Regions from separate parts of the Capra hircus genome. Here region 1 is linked to region 2. Evidence: chromatin contacts called from public Hi-C data. All regions are on one chromosome and are shown on one strand. The core of a region is the stretch at or near the end of the contact, and the rest is flanking DNA. Distances in the headings are between cores, read along the strand shown.

Region 1 (6,114 bases), core at 2,806-5,305, 100 kb before region 2:
CTGCTGCTCATCACAGACATTGAGCCCTGAAGCTGCTGGAGGAGTGCTTGTTCCAGGCACTCAAGGAGCAGGACTCAGAGCCTAATGTGTGGCCAAGAAAGGCAGGGAAGTCTGTCAGATACTCCTCATGGATTCAGCTCTACATCTCTCTCTTCATTTATATTGAATTCTTCCCTTTGTTTATGGCTGATATGTCCTTTCATTACATCCAAGTTAGCTGCAGAATTATTGCTCTCATAATACAGTCATACTCTGTGAATTGAAGTTTTCATCATTATTTTGTAAATTATACTAAATATGAAAAAGTTTGAGTGGATTCTAAATCCAGTCACGTTATCATAAAATATTACCACATTATGTTTTCTGGTGGGAAAAAAGTAAGAGCTATTAGTCATATATAATTTATGCTTGTAAATTTTGAATTGTTGTGAAATTATTGAAAATTTATCACCTACTTGTTCTCATCAATATATATAAGATGAATATAAATTCTCATCAAAATGACTACTAAGTGATCACTGTCAAACTGTCTTGTTCAGGAATTAGATGCAATCATTTCGATCATAAAACCCTACATAGAAAATGTTATGTTTATAGAAGCAATCTTGGGTTTTTCATTAAAATTTTGACAAACTTTATTTGGAAGCTTATGCAAACTCAATATTTAATATCATCCTTAATATGTTTGTTATTTTTCACATTATAACTATATTGAGAAAATCACTTTTTTTTCACCAAGCCCCACATTATTGCTTCCAAATCCCCTCTAATTTATCACAGTGTGCTGAACAAATATCATCATGATTTCTATAGATTTCATGATAAGAGAAAAGGTTGAGAGCCACTCCTTTAAATTTTATTTTTTTAAGATTTATTCATTTGGCTGCACTGGGTCTTACTTGCAGCATGCAGGATCTTCATTGATCATGCAGGATCTTTCATTGTGGTGCATGGACTCTCTAGTTGCGGTACATAGGCTCAGTAGTTGCTCCACAGAATATGTTATCTTAGTTCTCTGACCAGGGATCCAACCCACACCCCCTGCATTTCAAGGCAGAGTCTGAACCACTGGACCACCAGGGAAGCCCTGTTTTAAACTTAAGATCAGGATTCTTAACCTAGAGCCCCTTAATGGGTTTCAGTGTGTGTGAAATATGTAAGTGCATCTTTCTGGGGAGATGGTTAATAGTTTTCATCAGGTTCTCAAAGCTTAAGAACCAGCTGACCACAGAAATTGCAAAAGCTCTTTTATAATTTCACCCCTGAAGAACGGTAATACAAGTCAAGGGTTAAATGAACTCCAATGGCACAAGGATCCAGATCAGTTCACCATGTGGCTGTACTGGGACTACAGGCAAAGACTGAAAGCCAATATCATAAAGCCTGCATTTGCCCAGACCTCCTCTGTTTTTCTAAAGCACTTTGTACATTTCTAGATTCCTCATATATATATATGTATATATATGTGTATATACATATATAGATGTATGTATTTCCTGTGGGGCCTAGCAGAGGCGACTGAAACAACAGTACCATTAAAGCCTACTGTAATTATTTGATGCGTTTTCTACTGCTAACAAGCTGTGAGAGATAGACAGACTTTTGTTTTTAAAACAGTGACTAGTATATGATACACACTATTTTCTCAATTAATGATGAATGACTCAATGAACATGCACGAACAACTTCCAAATCTTAGTTTCCTTAAAAAGTAATACACCAGGAAAAGATATTTCTCCTGTCAATAAATTAGCTTTCTATTACAAACCTTATGTGAATTTGGGTACCTTACAATCCTAATTTTGACCAGAATTTTATCACCTCAGTTGTGGTGAATAAAGACATTTTAAACCTACCTACAAATGAGACATATCTTGACCACAAATCTACTTCTCCTAATGTTAAGAAAAGGCATGGAATCATGTATTTTAAAATATTTTTATTACCTTTTTGCTTGATGCTATTTTCTACACATAGGGTATACTCAGAAAATGCTGACTGCACTTGGAACAAACTTAAGAGAATAACAAAATTATTTTAATTACACATGGGGTTTTATAGTTTATATTGCACTTTACATTTTTTTCTCACTTGAGAACAAGAATCCTGTGAGTTAGAACTCTGTCGAAGAAATAAACTAAAACTTAAAAACTTTAAGCCATTTGCTCAAGGTTTTACAGAGGCCAGGAACTAGAAGCGAGATCTCTAATCGCTAAGGTGTGCTCTTTCCCACTGTAAGATTATTTTGCACTGTAAGATTATCATTGTCCAAAAGAATTGAAGATTGTGTTGCTACATAAAAGCAGATAATCAGTGTTGCTGTCCCTGAGTCAGAAGTACATTACTAAGACCTATTGATTTGAATAACACTTAAAAAAACATTTTTTATTGAGGGATAACTGCTTTACAGAATTTGAATAACACTTTTTTCTAGAACTACACTTTGGTTAATAAGCCATGTTTCATTTATTTGTGTTCATTCAGCTTTCAGCAATGTAAAATTCTTGCCTAGGCATATAGCTTCCTGTTTGATCTGCTAAGCGTTGGTTCAAAGTTCTTACTTCTGAACTTTGTCTGGTCTTTTCCTGTTTACCAAGTAGCTCTGGGAAAAACACAGTCAGATTGTTTAATCTGTGAACCGTACATCTTTGTTTAATTTTGGCTCGCAGGCACTCTTCACCACCACCAGGGGGCAAAAGCCTACCAGCTGGCTTCTCTGCTGTACATTCAACATAGGACTGTACAGTACAGGGACCCTCAGTGTCTGATTCTTGATGGAACCTCCCTGCTAATTATTTCAACCACAGGGCCCCAGGGAGAGAACAAAGGCTCAGCACAGAGGGCTCCAGTGGCACTTAACCATACAGCGGCCAGAAAGGGCTCAAGGCCGCTCTGCCAATTTACAACAAGCAGTAAGATCCAAGAGACTTTGAGTGACAAACAAGAGGCGGTGGATTAATAACTGCAAACTCCGGAATGTCTGCGTTTTACAGACATGTTATGTATGGTGGTATTTACCAGCACATCCACTCAAATTAAGAAATAGCTTTGTCAACTCTGTTTCTCTGTGTAATCAATCTATGGTATTTATATGGCGCGATTTCCACCCCCGCCCCCCTTAAATCTTGATTTTTCATTATGTTCTTGGCTTAGGTTCAGCTGATGATTTATCTTTTAGAAAACTATTTCTTTAGAATATTCAATCGACATTTCGCATGTGTCTATGAAATAATGAAATCTAGAGACGAAGAGAAGGAAAACCCCAACGAGCAAATCCTGTCTAATCAGGAGAATTTCTTCCCAGCAGGAAGCAAGTGGGAGGTAAATAGCAGGTTGGACCCTTGTAACTCCGTGAGCCCAGCTTTCTCGGCTTCCCCTAGGCTCTCTCGGCCTCCCTGCACTTCAGGAATAATGAATGAGCCCTTAGACAGGGGCCAGGGTAACAGAGGAAGCACGAGGGTACCATGAAGACTCTCGGGTATAAAATTACAAATCCTTCTTTCTTTCAAAAAGTCTCATCATAAAACATGGACTCAGAGCGGAAGGGTGGGAAAGCTAAGAAAAAAGCCCTCGAGAGCCGGGTCAACGGTAAGGTCTCTAGCCCAGAAAGTCCCATCCACGCTCAGAGGAAGCGTTTGAAACCCCGCGGCGCCCTTTCCCACCCGGAAACTCGTTCGCGTCAGGATTTTCACCTCGGTTTCTTCTCACTAAGGTGGGTTAAGCTGTGCGCCCAACCTCGGGAATAAAAAAAGGTTGTCCTTCAAGAGTGGGGACTCCAGGGACACCCGCTCCCCAGCCGCAGAACCCGCTCCCTAACCCACCCCCTCAAACCCCCAGCGCAGCCTAACCCGCGCGATTCCCAGAGCCCGGGGGGAAACCCCCAGAGGGGGCGGCGGCCCGAGGCGCACGCACCCGGCCGGCTTCCGGCAACTCAAGGGTTACGGCCAGGCGGCGGCGCGCGAGGAGGGGAGAGGCGGTTGCTGACAGGTGGCGCCTGCGCACTGGGAGCGCTCATTGTGCCCCGCAGCTGCCGAACCGCCCGCCCGCCCGCCAGCCAGCCAGCCGCCCGCTCGGCGCGTCAGTCTGCGAGAGTCCGGTGGTGGGTGCGGAGTCTGCGGCCGTTCGCGCGGCCTCCTCCTCCTCCCTGTTCCCCTCACCCCCACCCCACACCCCTTTGCCCCATCCCGGCTCCGTCACCCTCCCGCCCCCCACACTCGGGACAAGAATGCCCTGCCCGGAACAGCCCAGCAGCGCCTAGATGGCTTTGGTCACGGTCCAGCGGTCGCCTACCCCCAGCACTACCTCCAGCCCCTGCGCCTCGGTGAGTCCCCTCCCGGCAGCCGCTCCGCTCGCTTCTGTCACTGCGGCTCCGCTTTGCCTCAGCGGGTCCCGCCGAGCGCCACTGCGCACGCGCCGCGCCGCTTCCCAGGCCTTGGCACCCGGCTGCCGCGAACCCCCCACACGCCCCCATCTTAAAGACGAGCCGCAGGAACTACCGGACGTTGATTTGTGCCTCCGTCACTCTGAGCACCTAGCGCCTCACCATCCTCGCCCCGAAGCCCCCTGTGGCATGCTTTCCTCTGGCTTGAGCACTTCCTTTCGGGAATGAGTCATTCTTGCTTTTCACCCTCCCCCTTCCTTTTACCCTCTGTTGCTCTGCTGCAGGGAGAGGACCCCGGGACTCCTGCCATGCCCCTTACCCACAGCCACATCCCCTTACCCGCACCCATTTCAGGGACCCGTTCCGTCTTCACCCACCGCCCGCCCTTCGGGCTCTCCGGGCGTCTGCCTTCCTCCTGGTCACTTGCTGTCTTTCTTGTGTCCTGTCCATTGGGCTTCATTGGACGGCTGAACGGTAGTTACTCCTAGGTTTCTCGCCATCTCCCCTCCCCCAGAGGGTGGCGGGAGTCTCTGCTCCTTGGACCTCTCACCTTTCCTCGACGAGGTCCTGAAGCATCTGGCGCTGCTTGATGACCAGTGCCAATTCATTTACATCTCACAGACATTTATGCATCACACTCATTGCTCATGATCGTTCTTGTTCTCGAGTCGTGTTTGTATGGCTCGTTACTTCAGATGCCAGTGCGAGTGAAGCGTGCTTCCAGAAGGAAAATACCCAGTAACCAGCCTTTTCCTGCTGGGCCCTTCTTTGCCTTCGCCCCACCCCCACTTCTTTACGCTCCATTCTTTTAGGCTTTTTTTTTCCTCTGGAAATATTTATTTTTTAAAATGAAATATTGCACCAGTGGGGCGAAATGGGATCTTTAAAAAAAAATCCAGATGTTTTAGAGGGAAATAGATGGAATGAATATATGAGGAATTGGAAAAACCGTTTGGAACTTCCTACAGAATTGTAGTTTTAAAAACTAGGTTGGTGGGTTTAGTAGTTTCAACTTGCAAACACGTATTCAATATACACAGAAACACCTTCCACTGTAAAAATTTGGGTTACTCTTAATTTATATATTAACTGAGGTGTGCGCTTTGACATCTTGAAAACATGCTGGTTTGTGATTTCAACATAGTTTCCTGAATTTCAAAATTTTGTTGTGTAGTGTGTGGTGGTTTCCTTTTTTCCCCCCTGAGCCAGCTTTTGCACTTTGTGTGACTAAATTGGCAGCTATATCCTAATTCTAGAAGCGATTATACTTCAGAGGTTACCTTACCTTGTGTTGTTTCCAGAAGAGCTAGCTGGGATCCTTGGATAGAAGTTCAGGGAGGCAGATTTTCATGCTAAGGAAGAACTTTGTAACAGTGGGGTGGACTGCCTTGCAAAATAGTGAGTGCTCATTGTAGAAAAGTTCAAACAAAAGGCTGGAGGTCCTTTGGCCTAGGAGATGGTGTAAGGGCTCTTTCTAACTCTTAAGATTATATGATTTTAGAATAACTGCACTTGAAAGCTCGTAAAATATTTAAGGGTCTTCTGAAGACAAATATCATAAGGTTGGAAATTTAATATACGTTATTCTTATATGTGGTACTTGATACTAGTTTTTGGAAAGTCATTAACATACCATCAGACCATCTTAATTCACTCTTCTTGTAAACCTTTTGAGGATAGTGGTTACCAGGCCTGATTTTGGCTGAGAGAGCAACTGAAGGTTAGTTGAGTTG
Region 2 (5,691 bases), core at 1,393-3,892:
CTGGACTCAGAGCTCACTTGTTCCTGTGAACCCTGGACCCGTGGTGATAGCACACTTTCTAAACTCCAGGGACATGTATTTCCTGTGCCATACATTTGCACTGTACCTGTTGTGTCATTGTTTCCAATATAACAGCCTTATTGCTTCAGGCAGATAAACTCCAGCATAGTATTATCTCGTGTTTCTTTGTATCTCTGATGGACTCTAGCAGCTCTGAATGAATTAGTTTATTATTCATTGTTATGCAGGAGACCCCGGTTCGATTCCTGGGTCGGGAAGATCCGCTGGAGAAAGGATAGGCTACCCACTCCAGTATTCTTGGGCTTCCCTTGTGGCTCAGCTGGTAAAGAATCCGCCCGCAATGCGGGAGACCTGAGTTCTGTCCCTGGGTTGAGAAGATCCCCTGGAGAAGGGAAAGGCTACCCACTCCACTATTCTGGCCTGGAGAATGCCATGGACTGAATTCCATAGTCCATGGGGTCGCAAAGAGTCCGACACAACTGAGCAACTTTCACTACTACTACATTCAAAGATACTGAGTAACGTGACATATTTCCCCTGTTGATGGCTTAGAATGATGTCTAGATTTAAATATAAATATTAACAAAATAGCAATGTATTTCCCCCTAATCAAAACTGACAGCAGTACATCTGTTTTAAATATTCTATTCTCTTTTTGGTCAGAACCATTAACAGTATTTATCAACTCCTTATTTGGGAAATGATTAGAAATTTGAAAACAATCATGCTTGCTTAGTTTACTAATGTTTGATAAGTAATCAGTGTTGTTTCATTACTATTCTGCGTTTGTTCTTTGACCTTATTTCTGAATAATGTTTCAACTGAATAACTTTGGTTGATCATACTTTAATTCTTTATGTCCATAAACAATTTAAAGGTTTAATATAAAAAGACCCTTCATAAGTGGATTTTATTTAGCTTCCCTGGGTGTTATCAATGCCTTTTATAGCTTAAATTCCTTGTGGAGAAATGGTAATCATGTGTAACAGATGACTAGTAATAAGAGCAGAAGGCAAGCCAAGTAATTGGGGTATAGCTAGCAGCACACACAAACAACAGAACAGATTATAGAGGCACTGCCTCCAAGGTGGAGCCAAGATCAGAGTCAAGAATTTTAAACCAAAGTTTAGAGAGCAGAGGAGATGTTGAAGTGGTATTCAGAATATTTAGCAACTAGTATGGCATAGCTATCAATCAATCAGAATAGGCAGGAGTCAGACCTAGAGGTCCTCCACATTGCCTGGCACTAATCTGATTGTTGAAAAGCTATGACAAACCTAGACAGCATATTAAAAAGCAGAGACATTGCTTTGCCAACAAAGGTCTGTATAGTCAAAGCTGTGGTTTTTCCAGCAGTCATGTATGGATGTGAGAGTTGGACCATGAGAATTGGACCATAAAGAAAGGTGAGCACCACAGAATTGATGCTTTTGAACTGTGGTGTTGGAGAAGACTCTTGAGAGTCCCTTGGACTGCAAGGAGATCAAACCAGTCAATCCTAAAGGAAATCAGTCCTGAATATTCATTGAAAGGGCTGATGCTGAAGCTGAAGCTCCAATACTTGGCCACCTGCTGCAAAGAACTGACTCATTAGAAAAGACCCTGATGCTGGGAAGGATAGAAGGCAGGAAGAGAAGGGGATGACAGAGAATGAGATAGTTCAATGGCATCCCTGTCTCAATGGACATGAGTTTGAGCAAGCTCTGGGAGTTGGTGATGGACAGGGAAGCCTGGCGTGCTGCAGTGCATGGAGTCGCAAAGAGTCAGACACAACTGAGCGACTGAACTGAACTGAATCTGATTGTTGCTGGATCATGAAACAATCCGAGGGGCTCTAGGCAGCCACTGTTTACCATTCGGTATTTCAACGTGTAAGCAATTAGTACAGTTGTACCACTATGTCCTAGCTGAACATAAGACCATATGTCCATCTTGAGATCTCAGGCTACAGTGAAGGAAATGGACCAAATATGAAGTCTTCAAAGAGTAGGAAGTGAAATTTCACTTTAATAGTAGGAAGCAGAATCTGGACAGGGAGATAAAGACAAGGTCTAAGACCCCTGTTGGTGTACCTGGCATATTCCTGTCATGCAAGAAGAGCAGTTTGTTCTGATAGAAGGGTTATTTGTCCTTCCCAGACAGAATCGTGATTCTGCTGCTTACTCTTAGGTTACTATGAGCAAATTATCTCACTTCCATGAGGCAGTTTCTTCAGCTGAAAAGTAAGTGTTAATCATGCCTGTGCTGCATTTATCCTAGGTTGCTTCAGATGAGATAATAGTCATGAAAAGACTTTAAATTATGGAGCAGCACAGAGACAGAGTCTTATGATGGATGCTGCTTGCTCTCTACCCCATGTTTAAGCACTCTTCTCGGATTGACAAACCAAGGATATGACCAATAATTTAATGGCGATGAGGCACATGATATACCAAGTTAACGTAAGGTGGAGGCCTAATTTTGCCACTTACTGGTTACCATACCTTGAGCAATACTTATTATTTCATCTAGTATCCTCTGAGCATTTTCTGTGTGACTGCTGCTCTGCAAATGTAGTTCTGCCCTTACAGAGCTTACAGTCTGGGACAGGAGCCATAGATCTTTTGGGAGTGCTGAGTTCCTGTCATCACTGGTCTCCCTGGCACCTTTCATGGCACAGTTACCTGGAGAGAGTAGTAGCTTTGTTTACCCTGAACTTTTGATATTTTTCCAAACCTTTAAGACAAACGTTTTCAATCTAAACTGCTTGTCAGTTATCAAGAGCTTTGAAAATGTGCAGATCCTAGGGCCCCACACCTCATGGTGGGCTGGTACATGTTCAAAAACGTGTTTTCCGGGTAAGGGCTGCTTTGTAGCATTTGCTAATATTCCTAGTTAAAAAAAAAAAAAGTCCCACCATAGCCAGTTTCAAGCTACCAGTGTGAATCTCATAAGATCCCTAAAAATCTTAACAATTGGCTCCAGCACACCACTGGCTTCACCTCAGGGCTAAAGAATAAAAGTCTGTAGGTGTGAGGCCTGGAGATTTGTGTTATTGAAAAAGTTCTGAATGGAGCCAGAGTTAAGATCCAGTGACCTGTGAAGTTCCCATACTGCATGCTTGTCAAATGTGACAGGTTCAGAACATGATAAGACTTGTTGCTTTTTCAAACCAAGTAGCCTCAAGGAGTCGGATCTCTGTGATAGAAAAAAACAGTCTAGCTACTCTGAAATTATGCCAAGTGGGGGGTGCAGGTGGGGTTAAGTTGCCTGTATTAAATAAAAAGTTTAAGTAGAATAAGGATTATAAACAAAAGGCATCCAGTAACAGCTCCGCACCCAGAGCTCGGGTTTTCTAGAGGGCAGCGAGCGACTGTACTGTGATACCTCTTCAACTAGCTGTTGAGCAAAGACTTGGTGTTCTTCAGAAGCAAAGTCACATCAGCCAAGTTCTAATCAAGCTGGTTTTCTTATCACTGAGGAAGTACCTCATTAACCATTCCAACTGTGATTCATATGTATTTGTATTTGAAAGGAATTCAAAGGAAATACTTGAGAAATAGTAGGTGTCTCACAGAGGTTTTCTATTGCTTGAAATCATGGACAATAAGTTCATTTACAGCTTCTTAAAACTTGTCATAATGACAGCATAGTGTGGCTTTGATTTCAGAAATAAGGATTGCACTGTATTCTGGCTTCCTTATTTTTACTTTAATGTGTCTTACATCTTCCTGAAATATGACTAATTTGAATCTCTGTTTTGGATCTTGATCCCAGCAAGTATCACACATCTCAATTTAAACAACTTTAAAACAAAGTCATCTTATATTGGGACTGCTGATTTGATCAGGTTTGAGCTTCCTACATACCAGCTTCTCAGATGTAAGTGCCCAGGTTATTCATCCTGGTCCTGGACAGTAGTGTGTGTGTGTGAATGGCCACACTTTCAGGTCCTTTCTTATCTTCAGAGAGGACACTTCATTATAGACACCAGACTATAAAATTATCCATATGGCCTTCCATGCATCTTGTACTGAATAAGAATCATCTTCTTTATTCTCTTCTCTCCTGGATATTTCTGTGGCCCTAGTCTTTAGAAGTTCTACTTCATTAACTCTTTAACTGCCTTTTTCCTGTCCTGTTCATTTTGCCTACATACTTACTTGCTAGTCATTGGTATTGAGAGGGTATCATAAAGATGACTATGAAGTCTTTGCTCTTTCCCCTGCTGAAAAATAGAGTCTAATTCCCCTCCCCTTGAATCTGTGCTAGACCTCTTTAATACACCAGCAGAGTATGGCAGAAGTGACTCTGTGCCAATTCTGTGCCTAGCCTCCTGGCGTTCTAAGCCCCCGTGCAAATAGACCAACCCTGAGGCCCTAATGGACTTTGAGAAGACCCAATCCATAGGCATTCTAGTTGACTGTCCAGTTGAGCCCAGCTTAAGTCTTCCAGGCTAAGATGTCAGGCATATGCATGAAACTGCTTGGACTCTCACTTAGCCCATCTTCCAGTTATATACCACCAGAGTAGCACTGAGTGACCTTTAGCAGTACTATGTGGAGCAGAAGAATCACCTAACTAAATACTGCTTGAAGTTCTGACCCATGAAATATAATAAATTAGTGGTTTGTTATAAAGCATTAGATAACCCAAACATGATTCCATCCCCGTCTTCTTTCTCTCTTGTTTCTTAGAGAGAATCTGAGCCTTCTCTTACCAGTAGCCAAGTGGCAATATGGTGCCCTATTTCCTCCTCAAGCCTGTATCCTTCACATTTGCTTCTTTCAAAAGCCAGAAGCAGGATTTTCCTGATTTCAAAGCTCACGTCCACTCTTAGAAAGACTACTAGACTATTTTTTCCTGACAGATACCCTCAGTTTTTTCCCAGGGACAGAAGTGACTGATGAATAATCTGAAATCCAGTTAATGAATAATCCACAACCACTTTTTGTGACCCTAGGACTGTTATCTTAATATTCTACCCTTATGGACTCGTAACATCAGTATTACCTGATAGCCTTAACCTCCAGTACCCATCCTTTTGTTCCAGGAGTTCACAGCTGCTCACCATTCCGTACACGTCCAGACTCTTACTCCTCTTTCTGTTCCTTTTGCCAGCTCTTCTGCCTGAAATATTCTTCCTCCTATTTTCCATCTAACACAAACCCACTAATTCAAGCCTAGCCTGAAAATTAACTTCTGTGAAGCATATCCAAGCCCCACAGTTAGTCATTTCCTCCTCTGTTGTTTCTAGAGCACTTTGTATAAAAGTGTATATACAGCTTCTGCTGTAAGCCAAATGACATATAATTTTTGGCTTATGAAACTGTCTCCCCTACTACAGTATGAACTATCCAAGGATAAGGGTGCTTCTGCTTACTTTGAATTCCTGGTGCCTAATACCTAACACATCATAGGTGGTCAATTAATGTGGAATGAGTGAATGAATACATAAATGAGAGCAAGTGAATGATTCTCTCTGCTTAACCAAAGGAAAAGCCTAAGGTATTACTTCCAGATCTTCATCACAGACTAACTCCTGAGCAACAAAAACTGTTCTATTAACCGGCTAAGGGTAAAACATAGCTGGCATAGTCCTTACTAGCTAAGAATGCACAGCCAATTAGCTCCATGTTTGCATGGTTTTAGTTCACTGCTCCAATCATGCATTCATTCACCTCTTTATCG

What was found. A called contact is a pair of places that touch in the nucleus more often than the background predicts.
Region 1: a Hi-C map of blood shows a contact between it and region 2, with 2.5 times the contacts expected there. The contact joins the promoter of SSH2 here to the enhancer-like site in region 2. A contact is called at or near these places in 2 of 5 Hi-C or Micro-C datasets (both in blood).

The regions. Positions count from the first base shown.
Region 1 is chr19:20,943,108-20,949,221 of ARS1.2, reverse strand. SSH2 (protein phosphatase Slingshot homolog 2) reads left to right here and starts at 4,055. Exons shown (of 15, transcript XM_018064358.1): 1 at 4,055-4,321. The coding sequence starts at 4,259.
Region 2 is chr19:20,839,747-20,845,437 of ARS1.2, reverse strand. All of the region lies in intron 1 of SSH2 (protein phosphatase Slingshot homolog 2), which reads left to right. Among named protein-coding and RNA genes, the nearest start is that of SSH2, 100 kb to the left of the region's middle. Within about 2 kb of position 2,642, at least 1 of the 5 cell types and tissues checked has an H3K27ac peak or open chromatin away from gene starts, as enhancers often do.